Regions from separate parts of the Mus musculus genome. Here region 1 is linked to region 2. Evidence: chromatin contacts called from public Hi-C data. All regions are on one chromosome and are shown on one strand. Each heading gives the region's core, a stretch centred on a gene start, on an enhancer-like site or on the middle of the called end of the contact. The rest is flanking DNA. Distances are from core to core; before and after follow the strand shown.

Region 1 (6,877 bases), core at 1,190-3,689, 80 kb before region 2:
TGAAAAGCTCGTTGGTGAGGTCACCCAGTGACATTGCCACGCTTCCTCACTAGTGATGAGAAACATGTCACTGATGGACCTCTCTGTTGTGAACCACCATGTGTGTTTCTGTGTGCACATAGAGGTGTAGGTGCCTGCAGATGCCAGAAGAGCTAGTTAGATCCCTTGGAGAGGCAGACACGGGCATTTGTGAACCACCCTGTGAGTGCTGGGATTCAAGCCCTGGTCTTCACACAGAGCAGCAACCGTTCTTAGCTGCTGAGCCATCTCTCTAGTCCATTTGTTTGTTTAGAGGCTGAGTCTTACTTTGTGGCCTAGTAAGACCTGGAACTAATTATGTAGTTGGGACTAGCCTCGAATTTGTGACAATCCTCCCGTTTCTGTCTCCTTGGTGTTAGGACGGCAGGCATACATTGCCCAGTGTGTGTGTGTGTGTGTGTGTGTGTGTGTGTGTGTGTGTGTGTGTAGTATTAGATCTTCCTTGATTACTCTACACCCTTTTTTTTTTTTGAGACCAGTCTCTCTTTGAACCTGGGGCTCCATTGGTTAGTGAGTCAAACTGGCCAGTAAATCCTCGGGACCCACCTTTTTCTGTTTCCTCAGTTTCCCCAGTGCTGGGGTACAGACCTTCACTCAACTTTTACGAAGATGCTAGGGACCTAAACTCTGTTTCACATACTTGCACAACAAGCCTTCGCCTACACTGAGCCATCTCTACCACCCAGGATTTGTTGTTATTGTTGTTGTTGTTATTTAATGAGGTTAATATAGAATGATGATTCCCCCTGCTCACCACAGACCAAACACTAACCTATAGGAAAATCTTCAAGTCCATGTCACAGACCCCGTGCCCCCAACCTCCCCTCCAAATATGTACGTGCCCAGGAAAAAGTCAGCAAGCTACTCCAACTGCACATCAAGTGTACTGGGACTTGTAAAGACTAGGCAGATGGCAGCAGGTGACAGAGCCACAGCCAAACGTAGCTTTGCATCACCAGATGTCAGCTTGTTACATGGCTACTATAAACAGAGCCTGAGGAGCGCTGGTGGAGTATGGAGAAGGACCAGTGAGCCCATGAGCAGGATCAGCCTCAGGCACACGGATAAAGAAGAGAGGGCACCCGTCATGTGGATGAGGCTCTGGCTTGGTGGGGTTTGTGTTTTTTTTTTTTTCTTTTATCGATTGTTGTTTTCTAAATGAAATAATGAATAAGATACCTTCCGGTGTCGAAGGCTATAAGGAAGCCCGGTGGCTGTCTCTTTTATAGTGAGGCTGGACTGCCATAGGTTGTGTTGGGTTGAGTTGCCCTGACTGACTGGACGACTCTGAAGCCTCTATAAACAGACCCTGGGCCTCTGGCTGCCCAGGGAGAGCCATCTGACAATGTATGACATCTTCTGAGAGCCTAGACAGCCCCAGAGCTCTCAAAAGATGTGGTCCGGGAGTACCTGCTTGACGCTCAGTTCATGCAATGCAGACAGCGAATGTCCCCCTGGGTTTATTAGGCATGGTCATTCCACCACATCTGGCTTGTGTCACCATCGCTCAGTGGTTTCCTCTCACAAGACAGTTCTGCAAAGGTCCCCCACTGCTGTGCAGGGCACCCGGTGGGTGTGCTCTTGGGACAGCCACATCCTGGCTACCCTGTTTCCTGTCACTCCTGTGTGAGTGAAGGGCTCTCCCACACACTGGGATCCAGGTCGGTTGGGTAATGTGGATAGCCACCTTCTCCTTCCAAAGGATGCTTCAAATAACTCACTCAGTTCATGATAGGCTCAGATGGTACCAGTGTCCCTTGGTAGAGACCTTGAGTGATACCTTCTAAACACTCCCCCAGATAAGTGTACCTCCCCAGCCCCCCCCCACCCCCTACCCCTGCTCAGAACTCATGTTCTGTTTAGAGAGGGAATCCTGTTAAATCCTCAGAGACCCCAGGCTCTGGGCTAAACCTCGGGTAGTTTGACGCCAGCCCCAAGAGGAGGACTCATGCTAATGGGTGGGCCACAGGACTGGAATGAGAACTGGTTTGCCAGCACCCATCAGGGTTGAGATACACTGGTTACAATAAGAGCATTTTCAGGTGTGTCACTCCCACAATATACTCCATGGGGGCCTTGCAGGCTGTAGCACTCTCTGGACCAGAGACAAAGCACTTGGCAGTAACATGTGCCTGGCAGAATACACTGCCCACAGCCTGGGGACAGTTTTAGTTGCCCCCACTGGCATTTGGTAGAGATCAAGGGACTTTCTCAATATCCCATAATATATGGGGTGTCTTATCTCAATGTCTCATGCACCCCAGGAGTGAGAGGTGACATGTGACAGAGATGGATCATTCGTCAGTCAAGTGCTCAATGGGAGGCAGTGGTCAGGGGTGACAGAGGATGTCACGGTTGGGAGATAGCAAGATGTAACAGTTCCGGGGGACAGACAAGTATCGCGGTTAATCTAATCAGCACATGTCAGACATGGAAGCTTCTAGCTCAATCTGGTATACATTGTGCTAACTGTATGAGTGCTATTGCCCCCCACCCCTGTGGTTCTAAGAGGCTCAGGGTAGAGTAGGAAGCAGGGCTTTAGCAGATCATGTGACTGACATATACCTCAAGAGGGTCCCAAGGGCAGCTAGCCCAGCCCAGCCCAGCCCCGCTGGGTCCTCACCTGTTACACGTGGATCCTTTGCATGAGTCCTTCATCTTGGTGTCACAGTGGACCACTTGGGCTAGGAGAGACACGGGGGAATGGGACCATGAGGCCAAGAGGGTTAGAAGACCCCTCCCCCATTCCCAGGGACATTCTGGAATGTTCTGGAATCCAGGCCACAAGAGCAAGTGCAGCAGCGGCTGCTGGCTACAGCTGGAACAACAGACCTGGAATTGATTTTCTTTTTTCCTTTGTTTGTTGATACAGAGTTTCTCTGTGTAGCCCTGGCTGTCCTGGAACTCACTCTGTAGACCAGGCTGGCCTGGAACTCAGAAATCTGCCTGCCTCTGCCTCCCAAGTGCTGGGATTAAAATCATGAACCGCCCAGCGTCTAGTAATTTTTAAGACACGTTTTCACTCTTAGCCCAGGCTGGACTCACTTGAGATCCTCCTGCCTCTGCCTCCAGAATGCTGGGATGACAGATCTCCATGACCATGCCCAGCTCCAGACTTACCACTTACCAGAGGTGGCTGTGGCATTGCATAAGTTATTTCCTACTGGTATCCAACCACCACCCTCATGCAAAACAAATGGGGGCAGTGCCCATCTCAAAAGGTTCTTGTGGGCATTAAATTAAAAAAACAAAAAAACAAAAACATGTGACCATGAATGTTAGCTGACACACAGTCAGTACCCACAGCCCCACTTGGGTCTAGGAAGGTAAAGCTTACCAAGGGGTGGGCTGTACAAGGGGTGTGGCTTGTGGTAGGCTAACTATACACAGGGTTGGGATGTCTATAAAGGCTAGATGTGAGAGGGTAAATTTAAAGGCAGCGGGGTTTGCGAGAGCCCTCGTTCTAGCCTGGACACAGGGATCCTGGCTATTCTGACCCACACTGTTTCTCACAACCAATATGAGTTTTGCCAACATTTCCACAGCCGTCTGTTTTATAAAGACTTCTTGGGGACTTGGGAGCAGTGTTGCTTAAGGGAAAACTACCAAGGGGCCTACAGACGACCCAGCGGTTACAAGCCCACACTGCTCTTGCCGAGGACTGCTCAGCTCCCAGTGCCCGTGGTCAGACAGTCTGTAATTCCAGCTCCATGGGCTCTGACCTCCTCTGTGGACCACTGCGCTGATGCACCCTATCCACAGGCAGGCTTACACAGAATTGAAAATAGTCAAAACAAATCTAAAAAAAGAGATGAACAAGATTGTCATTGTACAGTATTAAAACTGGTCCTGTCGGAACAATCGGGGCACCAGCATACTTCCTGGCTATTCAGTCACCGTAGTTTGTATGACATGTTTGAAAGCCAAAAGAGCCTCGTGCCGGGAAAGAACTATGGGGTATCTTAGAAGAGTGGACACACCTCTCTCTGGCGGGACCACTGTTGTACCCTCTAATGCTCAGAGACAGGGAACCCCAGACATTCGGCACGCCCAGTGGCCCGGCTGTAAGAGGCACCTCATCAGCCTATCCCTCGGCCAAGGTGGCTGTTTACCCAGTTCCTACATACCAACCAGACAGCAGCTGAGGGCTAGCTGGGCAGGGACGCAATAAGCATTGGGAGGTGAGATGTCCAGGGGCAGAGAGGTAAGTTTGGAACCATTCATATTTCGGGATTTCCAGAAGTCTATGGAGATCCCAAATATCCACCCAAAGGGTGGGGACTGGAAGCAGTCCGCACTGGTCTCAATGTGAAGGGAGCTATCCGCTGACTCTGTGTGCTGCACTCACAGTGCTATGAGCCATCTTTGCTGTCAGCCTGTTGTAGCTATGGGTGTTGTCACCCTTCTTGTATGGATAAGCAAATGATGCCTTACAGAGCGGAGCAAGGGGCTGATCTGAGAGAGACAGAATCTGGGAAAGGATGCGTGGACCATCCCAGAACCAGCCTGGATGTGTTGTGTTCTGATTTCCCAGCGGCTAGTATATCCCAGAGAAACCCAGCTTCCTCCCAGAGTCCCTTTGAAAGCCCCAGGGAAATCTAACATTAAAACAGCTGCCTTGGGGGGCAGGGGAGAGTAGCTCAGTGGATACAGAGTTTGCCTGGCTAGCATGCAAGAAGCCCTGGGTTCTGTCATAAGCACCACATTAAACTAGGTTCACTGGATGTGGAAAAACAAGGATGAAGAGTTCAAGGTCATCCTTGGCTGCATAGCAAGTTCAAGAGCAGTCTGGGTGCCCTGAGGCTCTACATTTAAACAAACAAGCAAACACCCAGCTTGGAAAAAAGAGCCAGCCAGCATCCTCCAGTAAGGCTCATTTCTGTGACTTAAAAGCATCTTTCTCAAATAAGTTTTGGGGTTGCACCCAGCCAATTCCACCCCACCCTGTCTCTATCGCCAGGATACCCAGCTCTGGTTCTGCACCAACCCCTGTCAAAGATGGCTTGGGGGCAGGCACTCCAGAGACTGGAGACGGCAACTCACTCATGAAGTTGATGACTGGGGTCTTCTTGGTCTTGATCACCCTGGGCTGAACCCAGACATGGGTTTCCTCTGGAGCAGGGGGCGATTCCACCTCGTTCATCATATCCACCTCTGGTTTATGCTTGTGAGGCTTTTCTGCTGGTGGTAAGGGGGAAAGAGAACATTCGGGATTTGACCAAAATACCCTTCGGTTTTGTTTTTGTCCTTAAGGCAGGATCTTACTGTATAGACCAGGCTAGCCTCAAACTCAGAGATCCACTCGCCTCTGCCTCCCACATTCCAGGGAGCACCTTAGCCACTAGATCCATCCCTAAAAATCCTCTTTGGAAAAAAAGCACCTTACAGACAGAACTCGTTTGCGATTTGGCTTCACAAAGAGTCATTTCATCCGCAGAGCGGAGGTTAGGCTGAGGACAGGCCTGCCCAGGTGGAATTCTACCAGCCCTGAGGACGGTCAGCTTGCATCCATGTTTACTCTGGACCTCAGAGAAGCAGCCCTGCGTGAGGGTGGGGTGCAGCAGCCACACCTGGACATCAGTGTCGCACCTCTTCTTCCACAAAACTGTCTGTCCCCATCCCTACCTTAGCCCCAGAATTGGAGCTTTCTCAGAGAGCCTTCTGCTTCCTAGATTTGTTGGGGCAAAGTCACAAAGACTCATGCCTCATTTCTACCCCTAGTGACAGCAACCCCTCGCCTGGCTCAAGCCTGGCTCAGCCATGGAGATTTGCTGTCTCAACCCTGGACGGGGCCGGGCACAGTGACTCAGTGTGCAGGGAGGCTGAAGCAGGAGGATTGCTTCAAGTTCAAGGTCAGCCCGGCTATATCGTGAGTAACACGACTATCTAGGCTACATAAGGAGACCCTACGCCCTCATTGGCTTTCTATTGATGTGATAACCACCAGGACCAAGAGTGGAAGGGAAGGGTTTTCTCGGCTCACAGGGAGATAAGGTTCAGTAAGGAAGCCAAAGCAGGAACCTAGAGGCAGGAACTGGAGCAGAGGCCATGGAGGAACACTGCCCTGCTCTGGTGCTTGCTTGGCCTGCTTTCTTATACAACTCAAGAGAGGCCGCCTGTCCAGGGGTGGTGCCACCCATATCAACCATCAGTCAAAAAACGCCCCGCCCCCAGACACGCTTTCTGGCCAGGCCGATGGAGTGTTTTCTCAGTCGAGGTTCCCTCTTCCTAGGTGACACTAGATTGTGTCAAGATGCAAAACAAAACAAAACAAAAAACCCTAACCAATACATACTCGCGCTCTCTCAACTTAAAAATCAGGGCATGTCACACAGACCTGTAATTGTCACACTCCAGAAGCTGAAGGCAGGAAAATTGTGAGTTCAAGGACAGCCTGGACTGGTTGAGATTCAGTTTCAAAACACATTAGACCTGGTACATTGAACTATCTGAAACCCCAGCTCCGTGGTTTCAAAGATTGCAGCTTAGCTGGCCCAAATCCCGCAATCCTTTCCCTCCTAAGGGAACCCTGCACTCTCTCTTCTCTGTCACCATGAGCCACCCACAGCCCCGTTTTAAAGCACTTCAGTTTGTAGGCTGAACTGTGCAAGAGGCTCTTAGCCTCAGCTCACTGATATCCACTCCTGTTCAGGACAACAGACATGGCTCCCTCCGAAAGTGGGCTGCCGGGACACCACACTGACCCCCAGCAAAGCAGAGTCTGAGAGTGGGCTGGCCACCCCAACCCACCTTACCCATGGTGAGCCCCCAGGCAGCCCCACTGAGGACCACAGCTCTCCTCAAGAGTCTGGATGGCACAGTCGGGAAGTGCCCTTCC
Region 2 (6,821 bases), core at 1,512-4,011:
ACTGCTGTAGCCTGAGCAGGACTAAGATGGAGGCGGAGCACTCCAGGACGAGGAGGAACCCCCCCCCCCCCACTCAAGCACATTGCAGCAACAAGGGTCAGACTCAGAAGCCAGGCTCTGCCCATCAGCGGTGGATTCACAGGCTGGCAGAGCCAGTGAGACTCCGTCCTTGGGTCTCAATGCTATTAAATGTGGGTAACTGGCACGTGTTAAGTCATTGAGTGTCTCCACCATAAACCTCACCCAGTTCTCACCCCACCAAGTCACAGCTCGAGGCATGCGCCAACAGCCACTTCAGGGTCATCTACAACTTGCTCTGTAGCAGGCTAGGCTTAGCTTCCCAGAGATCCTCTTGCCTTGGCCCCTATGCTCTAGGACGTAGGCATGGTCCCCTCCCCCAGTTCTTGGGAGCAGTTTCCATAGCAACCACAGAGCACCCCAGACCTTTTCAGACAGGCTCGACTTGATGACTGTCAGGAGTCTGTATATGTATGTGGGTTCAAAGGCAGCCCCTGGGCGGATATCTCTCACGATTTTATCCCCGAGAGCTGCAAGAAAAAAACAGAAGATTCTGGTAAGTAAAGAGACCACAGAGAGGTGAAAGCAAATCCACCCAAACTCCCATCACACGGGGAAAACACCTTGGTTTAAATAGACACTTTTTTCAGTAAGACCACACATTCACCACACGCCACCCCCTCGCTCCGTGTCCCCAGTGACAAGGCGCCTATCCCGGCGCGAGCTCTGACTCACCTTGGCGGGGTTTGGGAGGCACTGGCATGTTAGTGAACTCATTCATGAGCCGAACACTAGATGGAGAAAGAGCAAAGCAGAACTCACGTTAGGAGCAGGCCTGGGCACGGTGGCACATTAACCAGCAGCTAGAACAGCACCCAGGAGCTCTTATGTTAAAATCTACACATGTTATGGGACCATTTCCAGATGGCATTTTAAGCTGGTAAACAGTACGGGGTTTCCTACGGAATCTGAAGGGCAGCAAACTCTCCAGTTATATTCCACATCAACTTCCATAGAAAATCCCAACAACATCTCCCTTTAAAGGAGAATTCCAGAGGCTGGAGTTCAGAGACTTGTTGCTCTTACAAGGGACCAGGGTTCAGTTCTCAATACCCACTGCCAGCTCACAAGTAGCTGTAATTCCAGGTTCAGGGGGTCCAAAGTCTTCTGACCGCCACTGCCCACACGTGGCATGTGCCCTTACATGTATGCAGGCAAAGCACGCATTCACATGAACTTAAGAGCAGGGCGGGGGAGATGGTGGAGCACTCGTCTGTAGCAAATCAAGAACTGAGAGCTGGCGTCAGCCCCGGGAGCACCTGCTCGGCCAAACCGCTCGTTCCCATCACCGCAGGGAGAGCCCCCGACCACTGGCACGTGTGCGAGCGCTTTACTTACAAGCTATCTATCATGGGCGTTGATGTGCAAGGCCGCTGCACTTTTGAGTACAGAGGAATGAACTTCATCAGGTGATACATCGGAGGGCAAGCCACCAATGCCTGCAGGGTCTAAATGTCGGTAAGGAAGTGTAAAGGAAATGAAACAGACACAGAGGAACTTTTCTAAAAGGCACGTAAAAAAAAAAAAAAGATAAGCCAAGGACACTCAGCTACGTGGATATGTAAACACAAAGAGGAGTAAACCACATGAGAAGACAGCTGCCTTGTAAAGGCCATGTAAGGATCCTCTCTCTGTCGGCCGGCTGCAGGACACTCAAGAGCCTAGCTAGCTGAACAAAACACTCCCACTAGTTAGAGCAAAGCCTCTAGTTCTACGCGGCCATTCTGTCCTACTGTCTACCACCACTCCAATGAGAATAGAACATGCCCGACTCTACCCTTCATAAGCCAACAGATCAATCCTCGGACAGAGGGCGGAGAGGCTCCAGAGTACCACCGACCATGAGGCAGGCAGAGTGATGGCCCAGTCTCCGTGCTCAGAGCGCAGGCCGGCAGCCCTGGGGACGCTGCGGCAATCAAACACACCCAGACGGGAGAGTGGGCATGGTGGCCAGGCGCAGGGTTGGCAGCCAGGAAGGATACGGCATTAATGTAGCACCAGTTTCCTTTATTGATCAGCCCACGGGGTTGCAATGACACTGGCTTATGTATTAGGGTTACAGTCTCCAATAACTCTGCAAGAGTGAAGAAGCAAATGAAGACATTAACATTGCAGTCAGAATCCATGCACGGCGTTTCTGAAGTGCTGAGAGTCCTTCAGAAGAGCGTGTCCTCCGAAAGCCTTCACTTAGCACCGCTTTGTTACTAAGTTGGGGTGCAGGGGTGGGGGGCAGTTGTCTTGAACATCAACATTTACAGTTATCCTCTCAGTTTACACTAGGACGCTCCATGGCCAGAGACACCGACACAATAGCTAGCAGCAGAGAGCGGAGGTGGAAGACACTGGCATCCCCACCAAGGCTGACAGCATGCTTCACCAGCTGCTAAGTCCTCTGGATACCAGCTTCAAAGGGACTGTGGGGCAGGAGTGTGCCACCGGGCTCCCAGAAAACCCGGCAGACCACAGTGGGCGCTCAATGGCCGAGTATTAAGTGACAGCAGCAGCTCCTGCCAATCATGGAAGTGAGATCAGCCATTGGTCCACTAACTCCTCACTCCATTCAGAAGTGGGTGGGGCTTCTCTCCTGACACCCCGGAAACCACTTTTTTACAGCTTTAAGAAAGCTGTAAGCTGAGGAAGCACAGTGGGTGGCTTGATGTGGCTCCCATAGATCACTTTATCTGAGAAACTAAACCATTACAGGCTCCAGAGAAGCACCAGACACAGCCACTGAGAGCAGCCCCTTAGTGAAAGGTGTGCAGATCTAAGACAGGAAGACGCATGCTGACAGCTCCCACCAGTCCTGGAGCTGTCCAGTAACACTCAACTGCATAGTCATAACTCTGCCAAAAAGGGACTCTGACACCTCCTCTTACAGATGAGAAAACTGAAGTCACAGCACTGAGCCAGATACAACTGTGGGTCTACCTGGTGGGCTCAGCCGTTCCTAGCACTTGCTGCCAGGCCTGATGATCTGAGTTCACAGCCCCTTGTGGTAGAAACACAACCAACTTCCACAGCCTGACCTCACAAGCACACACACTTGTACATACACACAAACATGCTTGCAAGCACAGAAGGAACAAATAAGTCTAAGGAAGAAATGTTTTTAAATATTATGTAAGGCGGGACGCCCTCTTTCCCCCTCCCACTGCCTTCTGCCACCTGTTCTTGGGCTAAACAAGGATCCATAGTACAGCAATGATCACAGTAACCTCCAAACCTGTGTGTTCAAACAAAAACACACCCCAAAGCAACACCACAGGCTCTACAGCAGCCATCAACGGTGTGGCAAGCTTTTACAGAATTAGAAGCTAGGTCTTCCTACCATGGCTGACCTCTGTAAGAACAGCTAATGCATCCCGCGTGCACCCAAGCCTGCAACTAGCCCCGCTCCAGGCCAGCTCAGACAGGTAATGAAGGGCTCACTGTCCCGGACAGCACCACAGACTGTAAAAGAGTCTGGGGAGTATGCTTCACCTACAGATATACCAAGAGAACAGCTAGATGACTGGAGGCGCAGACATCAGAAAATAGGCAGTGGGGGAAAGGTGTCTGTCTATCCGGAGTAACATAAAGGACAGCAGGAAGTATGAACACTGAATGGCGACTTACACATAGGTATCAGCGTGCTGCAGTCCCAATACTCCCACGGTCACGCACAACCTTCAGGTTCAGGGTGCAGACTAATGGTATCAATATGAAGAAGCAAGCCAGAGATCTGGGTAAGAAGGTGGAAGCCAGTGTACACTGCTCAGTGGGATGCCTGGCCCAGGAGTTAGAGCCACATGGGCGGAGAAAATTCTGTTTTCCTAGTGAAGGCAAAGCCTTCTTGCGTCAGTTGAAGGTCGGAAGGGGTGGGGTACCATGATATTCACACCTGCTTTGGCACGGGCACTGACTGGGCCACATTTTTAAAAAATGAGAGACCTATGTGATGACGCTTGCCTGTAATCCCGGCACTTCGGAGGCAACGGTGGGCATCAGGAGTTCATGATCACTACACAGCAAGTTAGTTCCAGGGCTACAGAGAGACTGCAGGCTAAGGCGAGAATCTCCCCAAATTTGTGGGTACCTGACCTGGGTACAGTATGCAGTGAAGTGGCAGAAACAAAAGACACTGCTTTAAAGACAAGATAGGTGAAAGTAAGACCTTGCTCCCTAAAAGCTGACTCTGACACCACGAGATGCCTTTGGCAAGCATGCACACCCACTCACACATACGTGAAAACACACACACCGTAAGACTAGTGGTGTGGGTGTGCTGCATCAGTGTAAAAAAGAACCCAGCACCACATGTGACAGAGCTAATTCCTTTTCAAAAGGGAATTGGGTAAGCGGGTTGCGCTAAGCCCTAGAACAAACCTCTGTGGACCAGAGTGACCTCAACAGCCTGGGGGCTCCCACAGGTGACACAGGAGAATGCAATCCAATCTGAAGCCAGCTCTAATCAACTCCTTCCCAACTGGGAAACCACATGTTCAAGGCTCATTTCTGCATGGTCCTCTTCTAGAACCAGCAGGTTCCATTTTCCAAGATAGTGAGCCTGTCTCTTAGCGCCACCCAGTGGTCTGTTCAAAACCTGCACGCAAGCAGACCTGGGACACAGACAGTGCAGCAGACAGGACAGACAACTGCTGCAAGCAGTGCTCAAACTGCTGCCTTCTGGTAGAATTCTCAAGTGCAGGGTAACTCTTTACAGGCAGGTAGAGAAGAGAGACCTAGGTTTTTCTTTCCCTAAAAATTACTCCATTGTTCTTGGGGCTGGAGAAACGGCTCAGCACCTTAGCGTCTCTATGCTGATACTTCAGGAGAAGCTCCATGCCCTGCCCTTTGCCCCCAGACTGCTGCCTCTTGGCAAGCCCTGGGCAGTCAGCCCTGAGCACCTCGCTGCTCACTTACTCCCGAGAGTGGTGCAGACATTCTTCTCCCGTCAGCAGTATGCCAGTTCCATGGTTCTCAAGTTTCCTTCCACTGATTTCCTGATTCAGTTACTCCTACTAAAAATGGCCAATATAGGTGAGCAGTGGTGGGGCACACCTTCAGTCCCAGCACTCAGGGGGCAGAGGCAGGAGGATCTCTGAATTTGAGGCCAGCCTGGTCTACAGATTGAGTTCCAGGACAGCCAGGGCTACACACTCGCTATCTTGAGCTTACTACCCACAAAGGGCCAATATGCACTGAGTGACTGAAGTAAACAGCAGAGTGAGTGTCTCCCATCCTTCAGACCTGCCTGGTTAAAACTAGTGCTCCTTGTGCTGTTACGATTTTCCGGCTGGCACAGAAGCCAGAGATCATCCTCTAGCTTAGGTTGCTGCCAGCAAGCTCCTAGGATCTCCCTGTCTCTGAGCCCAGTGACAGCGTCACAGGCCAGAGCTTTCTTACAGGTATGACAGAGAATCAAACGCAGATGCTCAGGCTTGCATAACAAGGGCTCTCGTGTACTGAGCCATCTCCCAGTCCTGCACCCAGTGCATGGTAGAAGAAATATACCCATATCTATTAAATGGGGCGGGTGGGCGGGCGGGAGGCGGAGGGGTGGAGCAATGCATGTAGAATCCCAGCCCCTGGGAGACTGGCAGTAAAACTTTACAGTCTGTGAAAGGCATGCGATACAAAGTGAAACTGAAAAGAAAAATGGGCTGGAGAGGTGGCTCCGAGGTGAGTGCACTTGTTGCTCTTCTAGATGTGGGTCAATTCCTAGCACCCACATGGCGCACATGCAGGCAAAACACACATAAAATAAAATAAAATTTTAATTAAAAAAAAAAAGGAAAAAGGTACTGGTGGGGTACTGTAGAGAAGAAAACCACTTTACTTGAACAGTACCAGCTACTATTCCAGAAGAGCCGGGTTAAATCTCCAGCACCCACACAAGGGTTTACAACAGACTACAACTCTAGTTGGAGGGAATTTGATGATTTCTTCTGGCATCTTCTGGAACAAGTGTTGCCTGGACATACATGAAGGCAAAGACCCATATACATAAAAGTCAAAAATAATAAATAACGACCCCCACAGAGCACAGCGGCGAACCCTGTGATCCCAGCACCTCATCAGGAGGTGAGAGCAGGAAAAAAATCCACTTTGAATACAGCCTGGGCTAGAAGCGAGTACAAGACCAGCCTAGGCTACATGATAAGATGTTATATCAAAGACCAACATATGAAGCCTAAAACAATAAAAATAAAAATTTCATCAATTTTCTCATTTGAAGAGACCTTAGAACACTAAGAATATTCAGAACAGTATTATCACATACAGCCTAAAACGTTACCATCTTTGTTTTGGCTTCTTTTAAGACAGGGTCTTGCTACTGAAGCCAGGCTGACTTTAAACTGCAGCTCTTCCTGCCTCTGCCTCCGGAGCTCTGGAATTACAGGGCTGTGTTTCCAATGTGATTAAACTCCTCTACTTGTCACCCCAACCATCAAGAGGATACGCCTTAATGTCTGCAGGGACGCTGAGCACTCCAGGGGCCCGCTGCAGCTGTCTCAGGAGCTGGGACCTGAAGACCTGCTTCTGCACCACACATCCGGCGCCTGCCTGACTTCTGCCCTTACTCTGTGGCTATGATTCTCAATGAAATCCATCACTGAACCCAAAGTCACTAAAGGAAGGAAGATGGGGGGTGATGCATTATTTTTAGAGTACCTTCTTCTGTAGATATAGAAAGAGCGTACACCGTGAGTGTGAGCTGAGAAGGCTCACTAGACCTGATGGACACCCTAGCTACAGCACAG

Evidence for each region. Hi-C and Micro-C count contacts between places; a contact is called where the count stands out from the background.
Region 1: a Hi-C map of the G1E-ER4 cell line shows a contact between it and region 2, with 2.6 times the contacts expected there. The contact joins two enhancer-like sites. A contact is called at or near these places in 6 of 484 Hi-C or Micro-C datasets (the G1E-ER4 cell line, cerebral cortex, mammary gland and 3 more), 3 of 115 datasets of contacts at active chromatin or transcription factors (VIP interneurons, epiblast stem cells and fibro-adipogenic progenitors) and 3 of 9 other capture datasets (adipose tissue, liver and pancreatic islet).

What each region holds. Positions count from the first base shown.
Region 1 is chr8:120,021,908-120,028,784 of GRCm38.p6, reverse strand. It overlaps Crispld2 (cysteine-rich secretory protein LCCL domain containing 2), which reads right to left. Exons shown (of 15, transcript NM_001310635.1): 7 at 5,083-5,220; 8 at 2,663-2,723. Among named protein-coding and RNA genes, the nearest start is that of Crispld2, 33 kb to the right of the region's middle. Within about 2 kb of position 2,439, at least 19 of the 459 cell types and tissues checked have an H3K27ac peak or open chromatin away from gene starts, as enhancers often do. A contact at or near this core is called in the G1E-ER4 cell line, where this site is marked.
Region 2 is chr8:119,942,406-119,949,226 of GRCm38.p6, reverse strand. It overlaps Usp10 (ubiquitin specific peptidase 10), which reads right to left. Exons shown (of 14, transcript NM_009462.2): 5 at 2,061-2,152; 6 at 1,417-1,526; 7 at 754-809; 8 at 445-548. Among named protein-coding and RNA genes, the nearest start is that of Usp10, 35 kb to the right of the region's middle. Within about 2 kb of position 2,761, at least 38 of the 459 cell types and tissues checked have an H3K27ac peak or open chromatin away from gene starts, as enhancers often do. A contact at or near this core is called in the G1E-ER4 cell line, where this site is marked.